Regions from separate parts of the Mus musculus genome. Here region 2 is linked to region 1. Evidence: chromatin contacts called from public Hi-C data. All regions are on one chromosome and are shown on one strand. The core of a region is the stretch at or near the end of the contact, and the rest is flanking DNA. Distances in the headings are between cores, read along the strand shown. Region 1 has its middle 150 kb from the start of H2al2a. Region 2 overlaps Gm33085 (a long non-coding RNA gene).

What was found. A called contact is a pair of places that touch in the nucleus more often than the background predicts.
Region 2: a contact with region 1 is called in a Hi-C map of trophoblast stem cells, with 1.6 times the contacts expected there. The contact joins two enhancer-like sites. A contact is called at or near these places in 2 of 39 promoter capture datasets (both in embryonic stem cells), 2 of 15 datasets of contacts at CTCF or cohesin (CD8 T cells and embryonic stem cells), 65 of 484 Hi-C or Micro-C datasets (B cells, the C2C12 cell line, the G1E-ER4 cell line and 27 more), 25 of 115 datasets of contacts at active chromatin or transcription factors (astrocytes, bone marrow-derived dendritic cells, cardiomyocytes and 15 more) and 2 of 9 other capture datasets (adipose tissue and embryonic stem cells).

What each region holds. Positions count from the first base shown.
Region 1 is chr2:17,841,969-17,847,603 of GRCm38.p6, reverse strand. No RefSeq gene overlaps it. Among named protein-coding and RNA genes, the nearest start is that of H2al2a, 150 kb to the left of the region's middle. Within about 2 kb of position 2,288, at least 35 of the 459 cell types and tissues checked have an H3K27ac peak or open chromatin away from gene starts, as enhancers often do. A contact at or near this core is called in trophoblast stem cells, where this site is marked.
Region 2 is chr2:18,014,147-18,019,781 of GRCm38.p6, reverse strand. Gm33085 (a long non-coding RNA gene) reads left to right here. Exons shown (of 3, transcript XR_001783238.2): 3 at 1-188. Among named protein-coding and RNA genes, the nearest start is that of Gm17762, 10 kb to the left of the region's middle. Within about 2 kb of position 2,416, at least 5 of the 459 cell types and tissues checked have an H3K27ac peak or open chromatin away from gene starts, as enhancers often do. A contact at or near this core is called in trophoblast stem cells, where this site is marked.

The DNA of each region.
Region 1 (5,635 bases), core at 1,039-3,538:
GGGAAAGCCAAATAATAAACACTTTTCTCCCCAACTTGCTCCTGTCATGGTGTTTCATCACAGCAGTAGTAACGCTACCTAGGACAGAGACTAACCTTTACTCAGATAGATGCTCTTAATACTAGGATTGCTTGAACTTACCGAGCACTTCCTGCTTGTCAGAGACTAGGGTAAGTCCTTGAAGTAGCTTTTGTCATTTAGTATAGACAATAGTTCAGCGAGAGGCACCACAGTCAACCTAGTTTATAAAGGTGACAGTTCTGCAGCCTTGTGCAGGATATATTACTATTAGTGTAACGGTTGGTGACACACACAGTGTAATGGTTGGTGACACACTCAGTGTAATGGTTGGTGACACACACAGTATAATGGTTGGTGACACACACAGTATAATGGTTGGTGACACACTCAGCGTAACGTTTGGTGACACACTCAGGTTTTGCTGGGTGGCCATTTTTAAGGAGGCATTGTGATTACTCAATCTTTCTCAGATAGCTTTTTGAATTAAAAAGCATGATCTGGCCGGGTGTGGTGGCGCACACCTTTAATCCCAGCGCTCGGGAGGCAGAGGCAGGCGGATTTCTGAGTTTGAGGCCAGCCTGGTCTACAGAGTGAGTTTCAGGACAGCCAGGGTTACATAGAGAAACCCTGTTGCGAAAAAACAAAAACAAAAACACAACAAAAAAAAGCATGATATGGTGGTTTGCGTGAGAAATGTCCCCACAGGCTCACATGGTGATCTCTCAGTCCTAGGTTGGTGTTGCTGTTTGAGGAGGTGGAGCCTTGCCGGAGGAAGTGGGCCACTTCATCGCCTTCCTGCACTTCCTGCCCCCTTCCTGCTTTCCACATGTTGTTGAGGAAGTCATCTCTTAGCTTCCTGCTCTGGCCATCTGCTGCCAGGCCTCCCCTGCCGTTATGGAATCTCCTTCTGAAACTGGAACTCCAAAGAAACTCTTCATTCCATAAGTTGCCTTGGTCATATCACTTCATTATTGCGACCATTGATAGCCACCTCATTGGCTAAGTGATTTGGGGCAGGCTTAGCCTAAGTCTCTGTTTCCTCCTAGGTGGTGTGTGTGTGTGTGTGTGTGTGTGTGTGTGTGTGTGTGTGTGTGTGTGCTGGGGCGGGGGTTGGGAGGAAGAGGATCATGACCAGATCATGCAGATTAATTAGCTGGGTCACGTGGTCAGTTCCTGGAACAACTCCATGTTCAGCAGTTTGCTCTCACTAATAAGTACATATTGTCTCCTTCTTGGTGAGCAGTTCTTCACACATAATGCCGTGAGCCTCTCCATGTTAAATGGACTGCGTAGATTTCCTTTAGTCGTAGTCTCTGGTTTTATAAAAGCTATTATTTTAAACTCAGTTCAAGGCTGATCTCTTTCATTTGCCCTAATGGACCAGGTAGTATCTTATTTAATGGTTTATCAACACTTGCACTCTGCTTTGGATAAATGTTCCCAAAGGCTCATTCCCTAAACATTAGATCAATAGTCTGGGAGATGAAGAACCTCCAAGAGGGGAGCCAGGTGCAGTGTACATGACTTTAATCCCAGCACTCAGGAGGCAGAAGCAGGCGGATATCTGTGGGTTCAAGGCCAGCTTGATCTACATAATGGTTTCCAGGGCAGCCCACAGGGGGAAAAGGACTGAGTGGGGGCCTTCCAGTGACTTAGGTCATACCCTTGAGGAGCTTTTGGTAATTCAGTTTCTTTTTTTTTTTTTTTTTTTTTTTTTAACTTTTTTTTTTTTAAAGATTTATTTATTATATGTAAGTACACTGTAGCTGTCTTCAGACACCCCAGAAGAGGGAGTCAGATCTCGTTACGGATGGTTGTGAGCCACCATGCGGTTGCTGGGATTTGAACTCTGGACCTTCAGAAGAGCAGTCGGGTGCTCTTACCCACTGAGCCATCTCACCAGCCCGGTAATTCAGTTTCTTGACTCCCTCTCTTTCCCTTCCCTTCTCAGCTGCCAAGAGACCAGCAGTATTGTCCCCACCCCCACAGGCTCCTCTTCATGACAGTTGCTTTCCTATAGGTGTAAAAGCAACCAGGCCAGTAAAAACCACAGAAAACCTGAAAGACTGTGAATCCAAACACTGTTTCTTCTTTTTAAGTTGTTCCGCTGGGGTAACTTGTTACAACAATGTATTGCTGACCTACACAGATACTCTCTCCTTCATCAAATGTGGGGTTTTCACTTTTTTATGCACGCTGTCAGTCACACAGTGCTGGGAGAGACATTGGCTACACAGGGTGAAAGAAAGGCACCTGGTTCTTATTCTAAAAGGGAGAATCTACCTCAGCTCACTGGGTTCTTGGCTGTGAGTCACCAAGCCTCAATGATGTCACCGACAAGCCAGGAATGAGTAATTCTTCGTGGAGAATGCATGAAAAGACACTGTGAAAACTTACTAGGTGTTGAACTTCTAATTGCTTCCCACTTCCTTTGCACCAGACATAGAATTCTGCATTCAGTTGCTTTCTGCTAGCTGAAGTTTGACGCGCTTACCCGTCTACCCCAGGCTTAAGGAACTATATATTTATGTTCACTTCATTGAGGACATTTTAGTTGTAAGGTCTCCGCAGACAGAGGCAGGCCCTGCTCTCCCGTGGCTGGACAGCTAATGGAGATACCAGGAACTGTATTGCTCCAGGACCTCAGCTTAGCCCTCTGTTGGCTTGGCTAGGTTTTTGCCTGAGGTTGCTTACAATCTACTAAGGCTGTGAGAAAACTCAGTCAGAGTAAGCAAGCATTGAGGAGTAGTTAAGGTTTGGTGTCAAATGACTGCTAATGGCAACAAATACTTTGGCTGTGGGTGGGGGAGTGGTAGCTCTCTCTGATGCATTCCCAGCCAGGGGTCAAAGGTCAGCATGTGTTGGTGGAATCTTCAGGAACAGAACATTATTGATGAGAGTGTGTCTAGGGCAGTGGTTATCAACCCCAGCTGACACTGGCCACCACTGGGGAACTCAAAACCCAAATTTAAAACAAACAGATGAAAACTAACAAACAAAATAAGGGCTGGGAGATGGCTTAGCAGTGTAGAGTATACACTGTTGTTGCAGGGGACCTAAGTTTGGTTCCCTGCATCCTCATCGGGTCGCTTACAATGCCCTATAACTCCAGTTCCAGGAGATCCAGTGACCTCTTCTGGCCTCTGTGGGCACTGGCACCTCCATGCCAATGTTCCCAAATTAAAAAACAAAACAAAACAAAATCCTTAAAAACACACAAAACAAAACAAAACAAAACAAAACAAAACAAAACCCTCTTAGTGGTAGATTTCCACCGAGCAGTTCCCATTAAACTGCTCTGGGATGAAGTCTGGCATTGAGATCTTAAAAAATTCTCTGGCAGAGTTTTCTGCAGTGAAGGAAATATCTAGCATGATAGCCATCGGTCCCATGTGGCTAGTGACTCTTCAAAATATGGCTAGTGAGACTGAAGACCTGGATTTTCCTTTTAATCCATTTAAATTTAAATGTAAAATAGTCACATAGAGCTTGTGGCTTCAGTTGTGGGCAGCACAGGTCTATAGTGATTAATGGAAGACTGCTGTTGGAGAAAGGTGTCTAGCTGACACTAATTTCATTTACCAGCCTTACTAAGCGTTGATAATGTCTGATCAACACCTGATGAACAAGGCAGAACTCAGGGAACTCATATAATGTACCCAGGGTTGCACCAACAAAAAGAGGCTGAGCATCCACCAGGCACGACTGTGTGACTGTCATGAGAGGAACTTGAAGTACAGCCAGTCCAGAGTAAGACCTTTGGGCATCCTTAGACATCCCTTCCAAGGAAACTCAAATGTTGGGCACACTGGCCTGGTGCTGCCAGGAGCAGGTAGGACCTGCACCCTGACTCTAATGACATAGCATCAATTGGGCTAAACACAGCACATAAGAATCTTGGTCCGCCTAATAACAAAGATAGAGTTTGGATTTTGCAGAAGGCTCTAGAACCTTCCAAACACATCATGTTTTGGAAGGTTTGGTGGTGGAGGACCAGTGAGGCTTAATGAAAGAGCGTTGGGGACCTGAAGACAGGACAGCTAGTCAAGCATGAGGTGTCAGGTCCATCAAACCTCACTGGTTACCCAGAATGCAACAGGGCTCTGTCTTTTGGGGTTTCAAATACCTACCTGCAAATTTTGAGGACACAAATTCATCTTGTTTGTGTTTGGGACATGTTCTAGAGAAACTAATGAGCAGGTTCCACAGCATCTGTGAAGATGTGGAAGAGGATGTCCCTTAGAACTGATCCTTGACTGGAGAAGGTGGGTGTCACTCACGCACTGAGCTCCTCACTGAGTGGGCCTGTTGAGAGAAGCTGCCGAGTATGAGGCATGGGTCCTGTGGTAGGATGCTTTTATGCTTGTCACTACAAAGAGATCACCAAGGTGGGAGGGCCAAGTACGGAAAGGTTAGCTGAGGTTCTACACCCACGAAAGTCCAGGAAGAGCTTGGAGAATCTATCTGCAACTGACTCGTCCACACAGAAGCATAGTTTCCAAAATAAGCAAGAGAGACACCCTCCCCTTCCCCAGGATTTATTTATTTTATATCTATGATGTTTGTCTGCATATATATACTTTGTTTGTGTCTGGTGCCAATGGAGGCCAGAAGAGGGTGTCCTATCCCCTGCCAGTGGAGTTACAGATGGCTGTGACCCATCACTTAGTGCTTGGAATTGAATCAGCATCATGAGCAAGAGCAGCAAATGGTCTTAACACTACATGGACAGTATTAATTGGTTTCAAACTATGGTTTTTAAAACTAAGCCATGGGCAACAGAGAGAGAGAGAAAGAGAGAGAGAGAGAGAGAAAGAAAGAGAGCACTCAGGGGTTAAGAATGTGCACTGCTCTTGTAGAGGCCCTGAGTTTGGTTCTCAACATCCTGGCTCCAGAGAGATCTGATCTTACTCCTCTAGCCTCACATACATATAGTCACACAAAGAGGTATGGATGTACTCTTTCTAGCCCAAAGCATGGTTTCCCATAACAGCTACACTCATTTATAATTTCTCCCAAAGTAAATAAATGTTATGCAGACTTACACATTCTGCATACTTTTAGGAGCATACTCTCTTTCTTTATATATCCAGCCCCTGCCAAGTTGAAACCAAGAACCCATGGATCAAGTTGGAAGTCTAAAGGGTAAGAAAAAGTTGAAAGCCTGGATCTCAGGTAGCTCATGACCTTTTGGGGTGAAATAAAATTTGTACACAGAATAATTAGGAATGTCTAGGAAAGTTCAATTAGTGGGTAAGGTTTATCTATATGAACTGTAATAATTTGGAAACCTGAGGCTCACTTCAGTATGGTTAACGGAATTTATTTCGATGGCTTACAGATTCCTTAGGAAATTAGCATTTCCCATGGAAGGCTGACAACAAACTTGGATGGGGGCTGCAGTATCGCTGGTGTCCACCAGATGATGCCACTATTCAGTGGAATTCTAGATGGTTTGACTTTGGGGAGGATGGTATAATTGTTGTAAATTTGAGATAATGCCTTGAAAAACACTTTAATTATTTCAGACAACAATTTTCTTACTGTAATTTTGCACAGAGTTCATGCCTATTAGCTATGGAGAATTGGAGAACAAAGAAAGACTCAAATTTGT
Region 2 (5,635 bases), core at 1,167-3,666, 170 kb before region 1:
AGATGGCTCAGTGGGTAAGAGCACCCGACTGCTCTTCCGAAGGTCCGGAGTTCAAATCCCAGCAACCACATGGTGGCTCACAACCATCTGTAACAAGATCTGACACTCCCTCTTCTGGAGTGTCTGAAGACAGCTACAGTGTACTTACATATAATAAATAAATAAATCTTTAAAAAAAAAAAAAGAAATCAGAACTACAACTATCCTATTACTCCTACTATTATTGTTTGCTTGAGACTTCTACCAGGGCATGCCAGGTAAGTACTCTAGTACTGAGCCACATTCTCACAGTTCTTGTGAGTGCCTTTCTTTTAAGATTTATTCATTTTAGATATAGGAGTGTTTTGCCTGCAAGTATGTGTGTGCACTACACGTGTGCCTGTCACCCAGAGTTAGTGTGGGAGCTCATTGAGGAGAGTTGTGGGACATCATGTAGTCCTGGGAACCAAACCTGGGTCCTTTTCAAAACTGCTGAGTCATCTCTCTTGTCCTTTTGTTTTGAGTCAGAGTCTGGCTATGTTGCCTAACTTGACATTTGAATTCCTGGGCTCAAACTTCTGGTTCTAAACCATATTACTGCCTTGGGCTTCCCAACTGATGGTTTCTGGTTTTAAAATTGGAATTACAGAGTTGCCTATTATGCCAGCATTCTGAAAGATGGAGAAGATCAGAAGGTCAAGCTCATTTCCTCTATATAGTGTAGTCATCGTGTATTTTTAGAGATCCCCTCAAAACAAAACAAAAAAGCAAAAAGGAATATGTGGGAAAATAATTATATCATTAACCTCACATTAGTCCAGTTTGGTCTTTCTATAATAGAAAAAATGTATATTATATGAAATTATCATTTTCAGGAATTATTATTACTATTACTATTATAATTATTTTGTATGTGTGTGTGTGTGTGTACCCACATGTGCATCATGGCTTGCATATGAAAGTAAGAGGAGTAATTTCTGGAGTTGAAAGACCCACAATGTGAGGACTCCCCCACGTTCTGACTCAGGAGAGGCGACACCCCAAAATCACCCACAAGAAACGGTCTTGCTGCAAACTGCAAGAGGATTTTTATTCAAGAGCGCTCTAGGGCCCACGGTCATACACCACGCAGGGGTAGAGGACCGTGGCGCCCCGAGTAGCTGGATAAGGGGGTATTTAAAGGAAGAAACCACAACTCAAGGAAGTGGGGAGGGCGTTGTTGGAAAATACTAAAAATACCAGTTAAGAGTCACAAGGAAGTACAAAGTGACAGGTGTCACAAGGAATACCTGGTAATTGTGAGGGTTATTTCTCAAGACAGTTTCTATGAGCCCCTAACAATAGCACCTTTGCATAGCTGGTTCCAGCAATGGTCAGGGTGGGTCAGGGTGACTTTCTTTGAATGAACACTCCTTGAACCCAGGAAGCGGGTGGGTGGAGGAATGTCGCTATCTGTTTTATGATTAGCATACCTTGGAGCACTGAGTTTACTCTTTCAGAGTCATTTCTGTCCTTTCACCATGTGGGCTGGGGAATTAAACTCAGGTGGCCAAACTTGGCAGTAATGCTTTTTACTAACTGAACCATCTTGCAGACCCAGTTTGGTTCCTATTCATTAAAAAAAAAATGTATATATTTACTGGGTATGCATTCACCAGGGTACAAGCATGAGGGTTAGAGGCCAACTTTTCATGTCTATTCTGTCCTTCCAACTTACTGTGAAGTCCAGGGATTGAACTCTGGTCACAAGGCTTTCACGGAGCCTTTACCAGGGGTGCCATCTTACCGACCCTGGGGCTGGGCCTTCTATCTCTTCTTTAATATTTAATATGTGCATTGCATGTCGTACTAGGACATCAGATGAAGGTGTCAGATTCCCTGGAATTGGAGTGACAGCTGCCATGTTGGTGCTGGAAACCAACCTCAGATTCTTCTGCAAGAGCAGCAAGCTGGGCCATCTCTCCAGTCCCCAGCTCCTTTTTACCTTTTATTCTTTTTTGTTTTTTTTTTTTTGTTTTTTTTTTGTTTTTTTTTTGTTTTTTCAAGACAGGGTTTCTCTGTATAGCCCTGGCTGTCCTGAAACACACTTTGTAGACCAGGCTGGCCTCGAACTCAGAAATCTGCCTGCCTCTGCCTCCCGAGTGCTGGGAGTAAAGCCATGCGCCACCACGCCCCGCTCCTTTTAAGCTTGAGGACAATTTTATTAGGATTGGAGAGAAAAACCAGCAGTACAGGTAGGCTGAAAATCCTGGCAGCTGTAAGGAGGGGAGATGGAGAAAGAGTGATTCCTACTAAGTTAGTCATAGAGGTCAGAGGAAGTGAGAAAGCCAGAGTGCTAGGGAAATTGTGCTTAAGAGTGCTAAGCCTCGGATCTGAGTTAAGGCTGTAGATCCCTGCCTTTGTGTCCTGGAGCAAGAGTCTGCATCAGGGTCACTGAAATAGTTTATTGCTGGGTAGTGGTGGCTCATACCTTTAATCCTAGCACTCAAGAGGCAGAGGCAGGCTGACCTCTGAGTTCAAGGACAACCTGGTCTACACAGAGAGACCCTGTCTTGAAAAATAACAACAAACAAAAAGAAAGTAGCAAGATATAGTGACATGTGTCTTTAACAGCAGCATCCAGGAGGCAGAGGCAGGCAGATCTCTGTGGGTTCAAGGCTAGCCTGGTCTACAGAGAGAGTTTCAGGATGGCCATGGCTACATAGAGAGGATACCCTGTCTCAAAACAAACAAACAAACAAACAGGAAAGTATTATCAAAAAGGGAAGTAGGCTGGAGGTCTCAGAAAAAATCCCCCCTCAAAGTCAGTTTATTTGCTCTAAATTAAAAAAATAAAACAATAAAAAACTGCATTGGAAATGCATGTAGTCTGCTGTTACCCACCCAACATACAGTGAACGCTGCCACCCAATTAAAGAAAGAGATGAAAAGGTGGGAGGGGGCATAAAAGGAAAAAAAAAAAAGAGGAAGAAGCTGGGTGTGGTGACTCAAAACCATCATCTCAACATGCCTGAGGCCACCAAGGAGGATGGCTTTGAGGCCCACCTGCACTACATAGTGAGTTCATGCCCAATCTAGACTAAATAGTAACCCCCCATCTCCTTTCCTTCTCTGTCTCACCACCCATCACCCCAACAAACAAACAAACAAACAAACAAACAAACAAACTGAAACCAAACAAAAATTCAACCATGGAAGAAAAGAAGCCAGGTTCATGCTGGCTCTATGCAATCCTGGAATCCGACTTGGCTGACATGTGTCTCAGTAGCCTGGACCTTGCTGAGATTTTATTTCTCCATGATAGTCAGTCAGAGCCTGATGTGATGCCTACCGGAAGTGCCTTCTTATTTCATTACTCTTTGGGCTCTTGCCCTCTTCATTAAAAAGAGCTGTGGCTGTGGCTGAGCATATTCTTCAGCTTGCCTTCAATAAGAGATCCAGAGCGGGCCTAGAGAGCTATGTGGACAGTCTCAGTAATTTTTATCCTCGGCAGCTACAAAATGGGGAATAGTTCCTATGTCTGAGAGTTAGGATCTACTTAACTAGACAGACAACTTTTCTTTTCTTCTCTTTTCTTCTCTTTTCTTTTCTTTTCTTTTCTTTTCCTTTCTTTTCCTTTCTTTTCCTTTCCTTTCCTTTCCTTTCCTTTCCTTTCCTTTCCTTCCCTTCCCTTCCCTTCCCTTCCCTTCCCTTCCCTTCCCTTCCCTTCCCTTCCCTTCCCTTCTCTTCTCTTCTCTTCTTTTCTTTCTTTTTTTAAAGATGAAAACAAAGGTTATTTTCATGTCTATTTGCATGTGGGGATGTATGGCACAAGTGTGGGTTCCTGTGGAAACCAGCAGTGGTGTCAGATCCCCTGCAGCTGGATTTACAAGGGATTATGACCTGACATGGGTGCTGGAAATTAAACTCAGGTCCTTTGGAAGGACAGCAAATGTTCTTAACTGCTAAGCCAGCTCTCCAGCCACACACCCACGATTGTTTTTGAGCTAGACCCATTCCTTAGATGTATTCACAGTTATGTGGAAGTCAGTTCTCTTTGGGACCAAGTCCTTTGTTTCCTAGAAGTCCTTTTGTTTAACTGAGAAATTTCTAGGCTCTGGGTTTAAAGGTTTCCAGAGTCTCATCTGCAGGACATTCGAGCCTAACTCTGGACTCTCCCCACCCCCAGGCCACTGTTTCTGAGAAAATTCTGCTGGCTGCATCTGCAGGTGCGTGTGTCAGAGGTTTGTGTCTATCATAAGCAAATCCTGAATTTTGTTTCATATATTCTTTTTATAATTTGACAAGTAAAAATTATATGCAGTTGCCACTTGATGTTCATTATGTTGGTTCCAGGATCCAAATAGATAGATACCAAAATCTGCAGGTGTTCACGCTCTCCCTATACAATGATGTATTTAAATCATCTTTAGATTACATGTCATAACTAATGAAACATAAATGCATTGTAAGTAGGGTTTTCAAAGTTTTTTGTTTCTGAAATAGCAAGAAAAAAGACTATCAAGCATTTTTTCTTTGAAAAACAATGATTTTATTATGTGTATGTGCATATGTCTTCATGAGTTTTATGTGTACCACATGCATGCAGATGCCAAGGAAAACTGGAACTGGGTGTCAGATCCTCTGTAACTGGAGCTACTAGTGGTTGTGAGTTGTCTAACATAGGTGATGGGAACAAACAAGATCTCATTGTGCAACCCTGGCTATCCTGGAACTAGATATGTGGGCCAGGTTGGCCTAAGAACTCCGAGATGCCCCACACTCTGCTGTGACTAAAAGCCACGCTCTGCTTTGCCAGTTTTTTATTTGGAATTTTTTATCTAATTGTCTAAAGCAGAGGAGGAGGAGGAAACCTGAGTAAAAGTAGTATAGACTATAAGGTAAGATATTTAAGATTTCTTTTCCAGTATTTTATTTCATTTACTTTGTGTGCCATGGTGCACTTATGGAGGTCAGAGGACAACCCGAAAGGGTCGTTCTCTTCTTCTCTGTGTGTCCTGTGGGTGGAACTGGGGTTCTGGGGCTTAGAGGCAAGCTCTCACCTGCTGAGCCATCTCATCTTCCCAGGTTTTGAAATGATTATAGATTGTGGAGATAGTACATTGAGATAACTTCGCATGCATTATCTTAGATACTCTGTTTTTTTTCTTTTCCTTTTTTGAGACAGAGTCTTGTTATATAACTCTAGTAGGGCTGGACCTCACAGTGTTGACTTTACCATGGTTCTCCTGCCTCTACTTTCCAAGTGCTTAGATTACAGGCATAGACCTCTGTGCCTTGATACCAGACTTCTGAGAATGCTTAAAATCAAGGTCAGTGACTTTCAATGGTACACTGTTATTAGCTATTCTCACTGTGTCCTACGATAGATCTCTTGAACTGACTCCTCTTGTCTAACAGGTTCCTCTAAGTTCTGCTTGATAATTATGGTTCCTTCTTCAGTCTTTCTCCTAGTCCTTTATCAGTTCACCTAGACTAGCCAAAGGGTGCCTTCAAGTATGTGCCTGTGCACGTGCATGTGTGCATGAGTGCATGTGCGAGCATGTGCATGTGTGCATATGTGTGCTCCGTTAGTGACTGGGAAGTGACACCAGGGCCTTGTGGATACTAAGCAAACAGTAGCTTACATTTTTAATTTTTATTTCAATACAGGGCC